2 separate regions of the Mus musculus genome follow, and region 2 is linked to region 1. The links are chromatin contacts, called in public promoter capture Hi-C maps. All regions are on one chromosome and are shown on one strand. Each heading gives the region's core, a stretch centred on a gene start, on an enhancer-like site or on the middle of the called end of the contact. The rest is flanking DNA. Distances are from core to core; before and after follow the strand shown.

What was found. Capture Hi-C pulls out chosen DNA fragments and counts their contacts.
Region 2: a contact with region 1 is called in a promoter capture Hi-C map of liver. The contact joins two enhancer-like sites. A contact is called at or near these places in 5 of 484 Hi-C or Micro-C datasets (ECoMG-derived neutrophils, bone marrow-derived macrophages, epiblasts and 2 more) and 3 of 9 other capture datasets (adipose tissue, liver and pancreatic islet).

What each region holds. Positions count from the first base shown.
Region 1 is chr10:123,047,454-123,054,562 of GRCm38.p6, reverse strand. Mon2 (MON2 homolog, regulator of endosome to Golgi trafficking) reads left to right here. Exons shown (of 36, transcript NM_001163024.1): 3 at 2,251-2,378; 4 at 2,795-2,926. Among named protein-coding and RNA genes, the nearest start is that of Mon2, 25 kb to the left of the region's middle. Within about 2 kb of position 2,357, at least 8 of the 459 cell types and tissues checked have an H3K27ac peak or open chromatin away from gene starts, as enhancers often do. A contact at or near this core is called in liver, where this site is marked.
Region 2 is chr10:123,119,202-123,126,156 of GRCm38.p6, reverse strand. Usp15 (ubiquitin specific peptidase 15) reads left to right here. Exons shown (of 22, transcript NM_027604.4): 15 at 230-345; 16 at 472-744; 17 at 1,123-1,193; 18 at 1,528-1,643; 19 at 2,072-2,221; 20 at 4,482-4,585. Among named protein-coding and RNA genes, the nearest start is that of Mon2, 46 kb to the right of the region's middle. Within about 2 kb of position 5,341, at least 10 of the 459 cell types and tissues checked have an H3K27ac peak or open chromatin away from gene starts, as enhancers often do. A contact at or near this core is called in liver, where this site is marked.

The sequences.
Region 1 (7,109 bases), core at 1,108-3,607:
TAACATGTAAGCGTTCATAACTATAAACTTCCAGTTGAAACTGCTAGCTTTGTTGTTGTAGTCCTGGTTGTTTTTTTTTTTTCTTTTCTTTTTGTTTTTTGCATCTCGAATAACTTGTACTATCATTTATTTGATCATAGGAAAATTTTGTCCCTGATTATTTTAATTACCCACTGGCCATTTAAGAATGTGCTGTTTGATCTCTAAACATCTGTGTCTTTCCTGTGATTTCTCTTATTATTTTCTAATTTTATTCCATTATGATTCCATAACATGCAGAATTATATCAGTTCCAAAATAATATTTGAATTGCTTACTTCAATAGTTTTACAATATTGTTGTGAAATTATTTTCTCCATGTTTGAGTTAAAACTTCCATGCCCTAGAAAGTCGGGGAATAGGGCACTGTTTCTCTCTTCCAGTGTGATTCCCTTCTCTAAGCTGTGCTAAATTAGTAACTTCAGAATATTGTCGGAAGTTGTGGTCTTAGTTTATCATCCCATAGTGTGTACTTTGGGAGGCATAAAGTAGATTTAAATATTCAGTACCAAATTTTAAAAAACACTCACTTTGCACTTTTCTGCCACACTGGTGTAAAGTGTGTTGTGGTTACCTCTCCACCTCCCTTTGCTTCCCTTTCAAACAGTCAAGCCTTGCATTTCTTGCACATGCGTGTGTGTGTGAGTGTATGTTTGTGTATGTTTAAGATTATCTGTGTGAACATGGACTTGGAACTTGGTGCCCAATGGACAATAATTGCTGGCTCTTGCCCAGAGTGCATCAGTCATCAGTACTTCAACAGGGAAGGGTAGGGACATGTGCACACCCTCCCTAATCTGTGCTTGACTTTTGACAGGTACAGTTTTCTGTGGGCTCTTGCACCGAAGCCACAGATGCTGTGTGGTCTCATTTGCACTGGCTGTGCCACGCCCAGAAATGGCATTTCACATTTCAGATCTTCTCCCTATATTACTTACATTGTTTCTTCCCGTCTTCTGCATAGGGAGTCTGGGAGTGAGTAGCATTTGTCTGTGGTTATAAACACAAATATTTAGAAGTTAGCTTAGCATCCTGACAATAAGATCATCAGCAGGGGCTGAATTTACCGGGAGAGCCCAAGATGTATAATACAATTATGGTGCATAATACACAGTGGAATTTTGTCCATCTGTAAAGAAAAATGAAATGATGAGATTTGTAGTAAGATAATACAGAGGGTTACAGATGGTCAGAGTGACGTGCCCTTCCCTAAATGGCACTTGTGTTTCACACCCCTCCCTGTGACTCCTACAGTCCACAAGGCCAGGCTGCCAGGCATGAGACACCCACCTCTCTGGGCAAGAGTGGTGTGAGTGTTATGGGTAAAATCAGCTCTTCTCTGGTTGGAATTGGGGCCTGATCCATAAGAGGAAATTCATATCTGGCACTGTAAACACGATAAGAAGGAAACAATGGCTGAGGTGGTCTTTTTACCTTCAGTCATGATTATGAATGATTTTCTTTTAAGTTCTTCTGAAAAATTATTTTCTGACTCAGATATTCCTGTAGTTAATGAATGAGTTTTATTTCCTTGAAAAAGGCTATCAAACTCCTAACTTTAATGTTCCCTTTACTTAAAATTCCATGCTATTTATTTCGTTTCTCTGAAAGCGACAAACTTTTTTTTAATCTATTTTGCCTTTAAGCAATTTTTAAATTTTATGTTATAAATGAATTGTTCAATTGAATTTAATTATTATCACTACTTTAAAATGTCGAGAGTCGGTAGAATTAAGGTTAGGAGTAAAAGTTTGTATATTTAGTACTTAATTTAAAATGCCCTTTCTGTAATAACAGGAAGAATGCTATTGTTGTCTAAGAATTGTGTTTACTTCCTGAAGAAATTAGTGTTATAAACATTCACAGCATATAAAAATAATGTAGGGCACCTATGAACTATGGAAGGCATGATGTACATACAATTTGAACCACTTTCTGCTCTGTAATATGAATTCTTGTTTATTTTACTCTTGTATAATATGAAGAAATGTTAATTTCTGAACTTGTACCCAGAATCCCATGTTAGAGAAAGCCTGGGACTCCTGCAGTTGAGTAAAGACTGTACATCTGAATCCCCTGAATTCTTATGACTTGTTTCTGTTTGGATATTTACTTTACATAAAAAGAATTGTCATAGGTTCTAAGTACGTAGACAAACGTTCCTCACCATGCATCGATCAGTAAATCATCTGCTGTGTTTTCTGAATAAAGCATTGAAAGAGAACAGCTCAGAGGTCGTGCAGCCTTTCCTAATGGGGTGTGGGACCAAGGAACCAAAGATCACACAGTTGTGTTTGGCCGCCATCCAGAGACTCATGTCCCATGAAGTGGTGTCTGAGGTAGGTTGAAGATTTTATCTGAATTGCTTGTTAAGAGTTACGTCAGTAGTGTTCATGAGAAGATTGAAGTGAGCCTGATTCCTCCTGATTCCTCCTGGGAGGTAGTTTTACGAAAGAAGAGTAACTTAAAAATGAAGCTAACATTAAAGATGAACTGCACTCCAGTGAGCTACTTGTAATCTAAGGCAGAGTTCATAGTACAGGCACTGATTTTAGAATCAAGTTTTCAGTGTCATAGAATAGTTACAGAATATAATTCATATTTTAAAGTGTAGATTATTTGAATTGATAGTTACTCATTAATGTAAGTATTTTGTTTGTATCTCACTTGATGGTGGAAAATAAATAGTATTATTGTGAATCTCCATCATCTCTCAGATCTGAGTTGATTTTGTGTGCCGTCCTCTGATTCACAGACTGCTGCTGGAAACATAATTAACATGCTTTGGCAGCTAATGGAAAACAGCCTTGAAGAACTTAAGCTGCTTCAAACAGTTCTTGTTCTTTTAACAACCAACACGGTAGTTCATGACGAGGCACTTTCCAAGGTAAGAAACCCATTTAATTGATGTTTATAAATGTTTTGAGGTAGTGTTTGAATAAGCTGATTAAAAGATAGACGCCTAGAGCCATTGGAGTGAAGCACAAGTCACTTCTCCACAGTTACTGTGGTGGTCATCCTTGTGAGTTAGTCCCTCCAGATGAGAGGACATCCGTTAGCCAGCCTGTGGCTGGGCTGAGTTTAGTGAGGAATGCTGAGTGGGAGAAGAGCAGCCGTAGAGCTGTGTCGAGAAGGGATGTGAAAGGAAGGGCGGGCGGTGCCTTCATTGTGTCGGCTTCGGAATTTCTCCATGTTTGCTCCTCAGTTCTCCTGTTTTGAAGCTACCTGTATGCATTGTTAGGAAACCAAACAGCTCGGGCCTGTCTCATAAGTGGCCAAAACCCTTCTTTGAGCACTTAATACCACATGAGGTTTCCTAGCTAATTTTTACTTTCTTCCCTTCTCCCATCCTCTTTGGAATATAAAATCATGAAATATTTCTGTAGAACAGAAAGCAACATAATACAGTCCTCAGCTCATAGTTTATCCTCTAGGAGTGTTTTGAACTTGTTTGTTTGTTGAGATAAAGTCTCACTATGTGGCCTTGGATGGCCTGGAACTTGCTATGTAGACCAGGTTAGCCTCAAACTCACAGAGATGTGCTTGCCCCTGCCTCCTGAGTGCTAGGATTAAATGCCACCAGGGCCAACTTTGTTTCATAATGTCTGTGCTTTAAAGGAAGGCTAGTTGATAAAGAGAGATGTCTGCAGACTCAGTCTGCACACTGTCGTAGGTGGCTCTGGGTGTTCATCCTTCCTAGATGTTACCTTGGTGTTCTAGAGCATAACAGCTTTCATTCTTCCAGGCCCTGTCTACTAAGTGGAGTGCTTGTGTGCAGTTCCATCTGGTTTCTTGCTATCCAGTTATTCTTGTAATAACTATATTTAAAATGTATACACTGATACCACTTGACATACTAAAGAAGAAGAACTGGGGCTTGGGAGATGGTTCTGTCAGCAAAGCGTTTGCCGTACCAGCATGGGGACCTGAGGCGCATCGCTAGTACCCTCGTGAGGAGGGTGGGACCAAGTGTGTACTGGCTTATGCTCAGTGTGGGAAGAGACAGGTGACCCCTCGGTGTCCTGATTAGGTTCCTTTTGGTCAACTCCATGTCTACAAGTAACTTGGGGAAGAAGAGTTGCTTGAGCTCAGGTTAGAGAACATCATTGTACTGGCTAGTTTTGTGTCAACTTGACACAGCTGGAGTTATCCCAGAGAAAGGAGCTTCAGTTGAGGAAATGCCTCCATGAGATCCAACTGTAAGGCATTTTCTCAGTTAGTGATCAAGGGGGAAAGGCCCCTTGTGGGTGGGACCATCTCTGGGCTGGTAGTCTTGGGTTCTATAAGAGAGCAGGCTGAGCAAGCCAGGGGAAGCAAGCCAGTAAGTAACATCCCTCCATGGCCTCAGCATCAGCTCCTGCTTTCTGACCTGCTTGAGTTCCAGTCCTGACTTCCTTTGGTGATAAACAGCAGTATGGAAGTGTAAGCCGAATAAACCCTTTCCTCCCCAACTTGTTTCTTGGTCATGATGCTTGTGCAGGAATAGAAACCCTGACTAAGACAATCATCAAGGACACTTGAGGCAGGAACCGAAACAGACCATGGAGGAGTGCTGTCCACTGACTTGCTCAGCTTGCTTTCTTATACAGCCCACCCACAGTGGAGTAGACCCTTCAGATCAGCCATTCATCAAGAAGCTGCCCCACAGACATGCCCACAGGCCATTCTAAGGAGGCATTTCCTCAATGGAGGTTTCCTCTTCCTAGGCTACTCTAGCTTGTGTTAAGTTAAAAAACCCTGACTAGCACACTGAGGACCACTGTAAACCGTCTAGACTAGGAAGCAAGTTCCAGTGAGAGACCCAGTCTCAAAAGCAAGGTGGATGGTACCGGCCTTCACACACCTGTGCACACTGTGGGCACCTGAACTCAGACACTCACATGTGCACTCTTACACACACACACACATACAGAAAGAAGTAATTATAGAATTTATTTTAGTATGCTACCTAGTTGAAAATGAAGTATTGGCTAATAAAATTGAGGTAGAAAGGTATAATGCAAGCTTGATCAACATAGAGGCTCCTGTGTAACAACATAATATACTTTTTTGAAGTTGAGATATAGTGTAAGTTTTCTGTTAAAGGGCGTGTCACTTAAAAACTGAATGTAAGAGCCCTGAAGAGATGGCCCAGTGGTTAAAAGCACTAGCGGGAGGTCATGCATTTAATCCCAGCACTCGGGAGGCAGAGGCAGGTAGATCTCGAGTTCAAGGTCTGCCTGGTCTACAGAGTGAGTTCTAGGACAGCCAGGGCTACACAGAGAAACCCTGTCTCGACAAAACAGACAGAAAGCATACTAGTTGCTTCTGCAGAGGACCTGGGTTTGGTATCCAGCACCCTTCTGGCCTCCTCAGGCACCAGGCATGTAGGTAGTGTTCTTTCATGAAGGCAAAGCACTTAATATAAAATGAAAAATAATTCTTTTAAAAATGTTGATCAGTTGATAAGGCACAGAATTTTGTATTTCTTCCGAGAGTGACAACTATTAAACTTTTAGAAGATCTTTATGATACTGGTGTATGTAACCATATCTTAGAGCTTGAATTTTGTGGTCCATGAGCCATAAAATGAGTCACAGGGTAGAAGAAAACAATTGCAGATACAGAGCTCAGATTTTATGGTCCATGAACCATAAAATAAGTCACAGGGTAGAGGAAAACAGTTGCAGCTCTCTGACAAAGGACACACTTGTGCTTGTAAAGAGCTGTTTAAAGTATTATTCCCCAGGACAAAACTACCACATGAAGAATTGACAAAGGACTCTAAAGACACTTATGGATTGTGGCACTCAGTGGCAGCAGATGTGTAGGGAGAAGCTAGTGAAAGGAGAGCTAAAATCCCAGTGTTGTGTGTCCCTGCACGTTAGAGCAGCAGATCTTGACAGATGTCACCATCACATAGTGCTGCGGACGGAATTGCTCTGAAATCCACACACATCCAGAGCTACAGCACTGCAGATGTCCTTTAGAAAGATGGAGTTTCTTTAAAAGTCAACCTGCATTACCCTGTGACCTAGCCATGCCACTCCTAGGTATTTATCTAATGCAAAGGAAAATACTTGTCTTCATAGACTTGTATTTGAATGTTCATAGTAGCCTTACTCAGAGGAGCACCAAACTCGAAACTGTCCAGACGTCCATCTCCAGAAATGGTCACAAGCTCACCATGTAATCCCTCAGCAGGAGAAAGGGGTCTTGTGCTGGTGGATACACAGGACAGCACACACAAGTTCTACATGGAAGAAGCCAGACACATGGTGGATACACAGGACAGCACACACAAGTTCTACATGGAAGAAGCCAGACACATGATGGATACACAGGACAGCACACACAAGTTCTACATGGAAGAAGCCAGACACATGATGGATACACAGGACAGCACACACAAGTTCTAAATGGAAGAAGCCAGACACATGATGGATACACAGAACAGCATACACAAGTTCTACATGGAAGAAGCCAGACACATGATGGATACACAGGACAGCACACACAAGTTCTACATGGAAGAAGCCAGACACATGATGGATACACAGAACAGCACACACAAGTTCTAAATGGAAGAAGCCAGACACATGATGGATACACAGGACAACACACACAAGTTCTACATGGAAGAAGCCAGACACATGATGGATACACAGAACAGCACACACAAGTTCTACATGGAAGAAGCCAGACACATGATGGATACACAGAACAGCATACACAAGTTCTACATGGAAGAAGCCAGACACATGATGGATACACAGAACAGCATACACAAGTTCTACATGGAAGAAGCCAGACACATGATGGATACACAGGACAGCACACACAAGTTCTACATGGAAGAAGCCAGACACATGATGGATACACAGAACAGCACACACAAGTTCTAAATGGAAGAAGCCAGACACATGATGGATACACAGGACAGCACACACAAGTTCTACATGGAAGAAGCCAGACACATGATGGATACACAGAACAGCACACACAAGTTCTACATGGAAGAAGCCAGACACATGATGGATACACAGAACAGCATACACAAGTTCTACATGGAAGAAGCCAGACACATGATG
Region 2 (6,955 bases), core at 4,092-6,591, 69 kb before region 1:
CCTGTCTCAGAAACAAACAAACAAGCCTACAGGTATAAGGGGGGAAAACCCTAGAAGTAAACAGTCCCCTTTTGTATTAAAACCACACAGATACAGATGATGACTCAGCTTTACTTCAGTGTGAGGTCTTGAGGTTAAGTTAACGTAGCTGGTTTTCTTAAGTCAAATGCAAAGTTAATTTTCTAGCAGGCTCATTTATTACCTGATTTTTAAAAATTTCTTTTTGTAGCCGGTATGTCAAAATGTCTACTGAAACTGAGGAAACAGATGGACACCTACGTTGCTGTGAGGACCAGAATATTAATGGGAATGGGCCAAATGGCCTACATGAAGAGGGTTCACCAAGTAAGACTTGTTCTAAGTCCTCCTTCCCCCACCCAGAGCACACGAGTCGCTGTAGGAGAGCAGTGCCAGTGACTCGGAAGTGCACTGCAGGGTTATTTAAAGGCCTCCCTTCTTCCTTACACTAAGGTGAGATGGAAACCGACGAGCCAGATGACGAGTCCAGCCAGGATCAAGAGCTTCCCTCAGAGAACGAGAACAGTCAGTCTGAAGATTCAGTCGGAGGAGATAACGATTCTGAAAATGGATTGTGCACTGAAGAAACATGCAAAGGTCAACTTACGGGACACAAAAAGCGCTTGTTTACATTCCAGTTCAACAACTTAGGCAACAATGACATCAACTACATCAAAGACGACACCAGTCACATCCGATTCGATGACAGGCAGCTTCGGCTGGACGGTGAGTATCTGAGAATGGCGTGGACACTGAACTTGAGCAGAGCAAATTATTGTTTAGGTCAGAGACCATGAAATTTAGACCTGTCTTGAACAAAAGGACGTTTGCTTATCTATAAGTAATAATTAAAAGCCTTAATGAATGCCTTCAACAGTGGCAGTGTTTATCAAAGTCTGTGTGTTTAAGCTTTGTATCACTTCACCGCTCAGATTATTTATGTCAGCGGCATGGGTGCAGCTCTCAGGCTTGCCCTGACCGCCTAGTGCAAGTAGAAACATGCTGGGGTTCCTCTTCTATGGTGTATGTGTTGGCACGAAGATACGCTTATTTTAACATTTAAATCTTACAACATTTTTAATGAAAAAAATTTTTTCACCTCAGAAAGATCTTTTCTCGCTTTGGACTGGGACCCTGACTTGAAGAAGAGATACTTTGATGAGAATGCTGCAGAGGTAAGGCCTTGTCGTCTTCTGCTCTCTCTCACTCTCTCTCTGTAACTAGGAGTTAATGATACTCTTCCTTCTACCTTTGCTTCTACGGATACGTTGATTTTAGCAGAAAACAAGGTTAAGCTACTTAGTCGTTAAGGTGTAGTTGGTCTTGAACATGCTTTCCCTGAGGTTAGTCAGCCAGAGGCTCACTCAGAAGGGGCCGCGTGACCTGTCAGTGGGCGTAAGCTCTGGGATGCTTCTGAAAGTTGGCATTGTTGATAAGACATAGTTCACCTATGACTAAGAGTAGTTTCATTTCACTTGTTCTCATAACTCAAGAAATACATCTCTTTAGGATTTTGAAAAACATGAAAGTGTGGAATACAAACCTCCAAAAAGGCCCTTTGTGAAGTTAAAAGACTGCATTGAGCTCTTCACCACCAAGGAGAAGCTGGGTGCTGAGGACCCCTGGTAAGAGCCGGACACGCGCTGTCTGCGTCCTCCCTGGAGGGCGTGTGCTGGGCGGGCGGGCGGGCCGGCCAAGACTGGCTTTCCTTGGCATTTGAGTGCGGTGTCTTTATATAATAAGCTCTGGTCTAAAGAAGGATGCTGATGGCTCTGTGAAGTATCAGAGTGGAACCTTCATTCTCAGGACTGTATTGTCTTCTCCCTAATAAACCACTTTCATCCTTCCTCTGAGTATTTCTTTATAAAGCTCATGTGAAAATGTAGAGGATTAATGTCGTGAGGAATTGCTTGCATGTTCATTTCTGTTAGGTTTACAATAATTACTCACTGCTAAGATGGAGAACCTGCCCATGCGGTGACTTTGGTTCATAGTTTTCAGTAATGCAGGCATGGTTCTGCCTCTGTCAAGCGCTATGATTTCTTCTTGATAGGTATTGTCCAAATTGTAAAGAGCATCAGCAAGCCACAAAGAAATTAGATCTGTGGTCCCTGCCTCCAGTTCTTGTGGTGCATCTCAAGAGATTCTCCTATAGTCGCTACATGAGAGACAAGCTAGATACATTAGTCGATTTTCCCATCAGGTAAGTTCAACTACTCAGTAAACAAGAGGCCTTCTTTTTTTACTAATTTATGTGATGATTTCCTTATTTTGCATTAGGAAACATCAGGTATAATTAAACCAGTTTAAACATTGAAGTTTTGAGTAGTTATAATAATTTATTAGAATTAGTATTTCACAATATTTTTTCATAAGAGATTTTATTTTTCATGGACCAAAGGAAATGTTTTTTTGTCTGTGTTTTTTTTAAAGATACGTTGTAACTCAGTCTGTACTGAATTACCTTACGTTACAGTACCATTTATAAGATACTTTGTTGGCTTAGTGGCTCTATGTTTTCCTAATAATTATTTTATTATCCATCAGTCACTCCTAAATATGCTTTTCTAGAAAAAAACTAAAATGATACAAAAGTATCAGGGAAGGCTTAGACTGCACCATCAGATGCTATCTTTGGCATCCTTCTCAGATGGTGATGCGTGAAGAGAGGACAGTCTGAGGGCACAACAGAGTTAATTCTCAAAACTCTGAGGCCAGCCAGCGTGTCTGGGGTTTTGTTGGTTGGTTGGTTTTTACTACACAAAATTGGAAATTGAGAAGGTGAACAGTTAGCATTATTTGCCTCCCACACTAACTTATTATTATTATTAGAGCAGGACACTATGGTGTGTGTAAGAGGACATGACAGTGTCTTTCACCCTGTGTAAAGTAGTAGGCATGCCAATGGCATGTATATTAGCAAAGACAGTCGGAAGGATAGCGGGAATGCGAATGGGAAGAGAGTTAACGGACTCAGTATTTTACTGATATTTATTGATTGAAAACATTTTGCAATCATTGAGGGCGAAAGGGCTAGGGCTGAGTGGGTAAGTGTGCACCTCTACACCATCCTTGAAGCACTGGGTCACGAATGTGTTCAAGACCATGCTGTCTAGAAACTCAAATAAGGCATTTTTATCTTAAAATACTGAGCCATAATGTTTCAAGAGTATATCATTTTAACAGTGTGAGTATTGGAAAGCTAGATTCAATAGCAGTATATTTAAAATTGAGAAACATTATTACCTTTTAATGATGCAAGCATAAGAATGATTCCCAGAAGCCGGGCGGTGGTGGCGCCCACCTTTAATCCCAGCACTCGGGAGGCAGAGACAGGCGGATTTCTGAGTTCGAGGGCAGCCAGGGATACACAGAGAAACCCTGTCTTGGAAAAAAAAAAAAAGAGTGATGCCCAGAAACAAGGTGGTTTTGTTCTTGACTTAATACACAATAGATAATGAACAGTATGTTGCATTCAAAAGATGCTGCCCATTTCTAGTGTATGAGTCATGCAGACTACGAAGCATAGGATAAAAACCCTACATTTTAATATTTTTACTAATACTTTGAAAATGTAACACAATGTATTTGATCACTTCAAGACTCTTCCCAACTCCTGCAGTCTACCCTCTCCTGTACACATCACCCCCTTCCTGTCCTCTTTTTTTCTTGAGATTTAGTTTTACTTTGTAGATGGTTTGCATCCTAGGCCTGTGTGCCACATGTGTGCAGTGACTGCAGAGGCCAGAGCTGCCGTGTGGGGACTGGGAATTGAACCTGGACCCTGTGAAAGAGCAGCTGATGGTCTCTCATGCTGATCCATTTCCCCAGCACTACCACCCCTGTCGTTGTCGTTATAAGACACAATCTCTTACAGTCTTTCCCTCCCCTGCCATGATCTTCCTGAGATTTAAGTGGAGGGCTGGATTGTAAATGCACTAAGTGGAAACAAGTACCCCACGGTTGGCCCGTTGGTCTCTGTGTCTAACCAGTTGTGACTGGATGGAGCCACCTCGTCTGTGAGTCTGTGAGCAGGGAGCACTGTGCAGTTAGAGGGTATACTGGGTTACAGAAGCAGCTGCAGGGGGTTCTCTCAAAGTTTTTAATTTATGGGTATTACTAAGAAAGTTGATTTTTACTTTTCATTTTAATTTTTTTCTCTGGAACACTGAAAATTAATGTGGAATCATGAAAACATCAATCAGAATAACATTCAGTGTTGAATTATTAACCCCTAAACACTAAAATTTCAAGGGTACATGTCCAATTCATTTGGTAAATTATCTCTGGGTAATTTCTTCTATGAGGTATGTGTGTTTGTTGCTGATGTTGTTGTATTAATGCACATGCATGAATACATATAGGAGAGTCAGTATTAGCAGAAGACACTATTTATTGCTTTAGAAGAGAAATATTTCATCACTTTTAAAGTGTGCCTTAACCTCTGATTTCCTTTTTAACAGTGACTTGGATATGTCAGAATTCCTAATTAACCCAAATGCAGGTCCTTGCCGCTATAATTTGATTGCTGTTTCCAACCACTATGGAGGGATGGGAGGAGGACATTGTAAGTTGACATTTTACATTTTAACCTTTTCATGTACTTTTTCCTGTAACATAGTCAGTACTTTTAAGTAAATAAAATGTCAAATGAATCTTGCTTATAATCATTGTTCAATAGTCTTAGGTGAATGAATCACCTGTATAGCTTGTATTTTAAAAGCCAGTTCTATATAGGAATAGTTAATGCCCTTCAGCTGAAGGCCAGGAAGGCACATGCTGTCTGTCTAAGGTCCTGTCCCTCCCACCCATCAGCCTCGCTCCTTTTCAGGTATCTGCAGCTGTGCTCTTCTGCAACTCTTTTCTTTTTTAAGATTTATTTACTATGTACACAGTGTTCTGTATGCCTGTAGGCCTGCAGGCCAGAAGAGGGCACCAGATCTCACTGTAGATGTTTGTGAGCTACCATGTGGTTGCTGGGAATTGAACTCTGGACCTTTGAAAAAGCAGCCAGTGCTCTTAACTATTGAGCCATCTCTGCAGCCCTGCGTACTTTGAAACCATGTATATTTATTTGTTAAGCAATAGGTACTGTTGATCTCAATAACTTCCTCTTGTTATTTAATCTTTTGCTTTTTATGATTACAATTATGGCATTTATCTTTCCACTCCAAATTACACTTAACGCTCTACTACTGTAAGACTGAAAACGAGTCAGTATTTATGGTCTGTTATCCAAGGATGCCTCTGAGCTGTCCATAGTGCCGCTTCCTCACACAGTGAGCGTGCGTGCCGAGCGGATGGGAGTTGAGGCTGCCTGTGCCAGCTCACACTGCACTGGGCAGACGACTGCCATTCCCGTGGTCATCGTTTTATCCTTCTCAGTGCCCGCTTGATTGCATTAACTGAGTAGAGTTCTTAACGATTTCAGTCATAAGTGAAATAGTCTTTTTTATATATATTACTTCACTTTGAAATCAAATCTATCGTCCCAAAACAAGCTACATTGCTTTTGTTTTTCTTTCTGAAATCACCAGAACAATATGGACAGTAACTATCCCAACAAGTCTACTAGAATATATCCCTACATCTGGGCCTGACCCGTGGGTTTTCTGTCTCGTGTCATTATGGACTGTCAGTCTTCTCTTGTTGTTGTTGTTGTTGCTGCCTACATCTGGACATTGTTACCTCTGTGAAAGGCTACCCTCTGCACCCCACTCCGGCTTACCTAGGACTGGCTCTTCATAGTTGCTGTTGGGCTGTGTGTTGGCTTTATCATTCTTGTCTCACTGTTGCTTTATAATCACCCTCTCCACGGGTCTAGCTTGCTAAGATTTTCAAAGAGGGTTACGAAATTCTTTATTTAGTCTATCTCACAGTTTTCTCATTTTCTTTAAGACTGAGAATATTCCTTCTGTGGGTGCGCTGTCTACTCTGCAGTTCTCTTGAGTTCAGACTGACAAGCTCAGCACATGCATTAGGCCTCACGCCGCTGAGCAGATTTAAGAAGGGATACAGAACGAAAGACGTGAGGCTGTTGCATGCAGGATCCTAGAGGGAACACAGACAGAAGATGTTCACGGCTGGTTACTGTGAATCTGTGTGGTTGCAAGGAGGGAAAATGGCTGAAGGCTCCCCAGGGGAAGCTGTCATGCCACCCTGTTCCTCAGCACCTCGGAATGTTGATGGTTAATGTGTATGTGTACAGCTATGGTCGGAGCGTGTTCTGGTAGCACATGGGGGTTTGAGCATCCTTTATACGAAGCATGGAGTAAAAAGTACCACTTGTCATCTTTCCCTGTTCTGTACTCTATTAAAGGCAGGGAAATCCTAGTGTGTAAGAGCCACAGGTGACTGAGCAAGGTTGTCAGAAAGGAAAATGTCATAGGAACTTAAGGAATAAAGATGCTGGACTTAGGCATCAGACCCAGCCTGAGTAACAGCTCCACTGCCTGGAGCAAACTGTCCTCTGGAAGCCTAAGGTTCCTAGTTCTCCAGTGAGAATCGGGGTGGTGCCTGAATGTGGATGCAGTGCACAGTATTGCACCTGCTTACATAACCACTACATAAATGGAACTATCTCTAATTACCACTGGTATATTTTTATGTGAATTTTTTTTTAAAAATTATTTATATTATTATTTTACCATAGTTTTTCTTCCTCTGAAAAATGTCACACGTTTCAACTTAGAAAAAAAAAGTATTTAAATTTGCTAGAAATGATTCTCAAAGGCTTTGTCAAATCACTTGAATGTGTTCTAGTTTTATATAGATACTTCTCATCACATGAGTGTGTTCTACCCTCGTGAAGATACTTACCATCAGGTTAATGTACACTACCTCTTACAGATGTTTATCATGCCTCTAGTAAATATTTCTTAGGCATGCGATCACAGAGTTGTGAGGGTTCCAGTCAAGAAGTAACTGTATTCTTTCA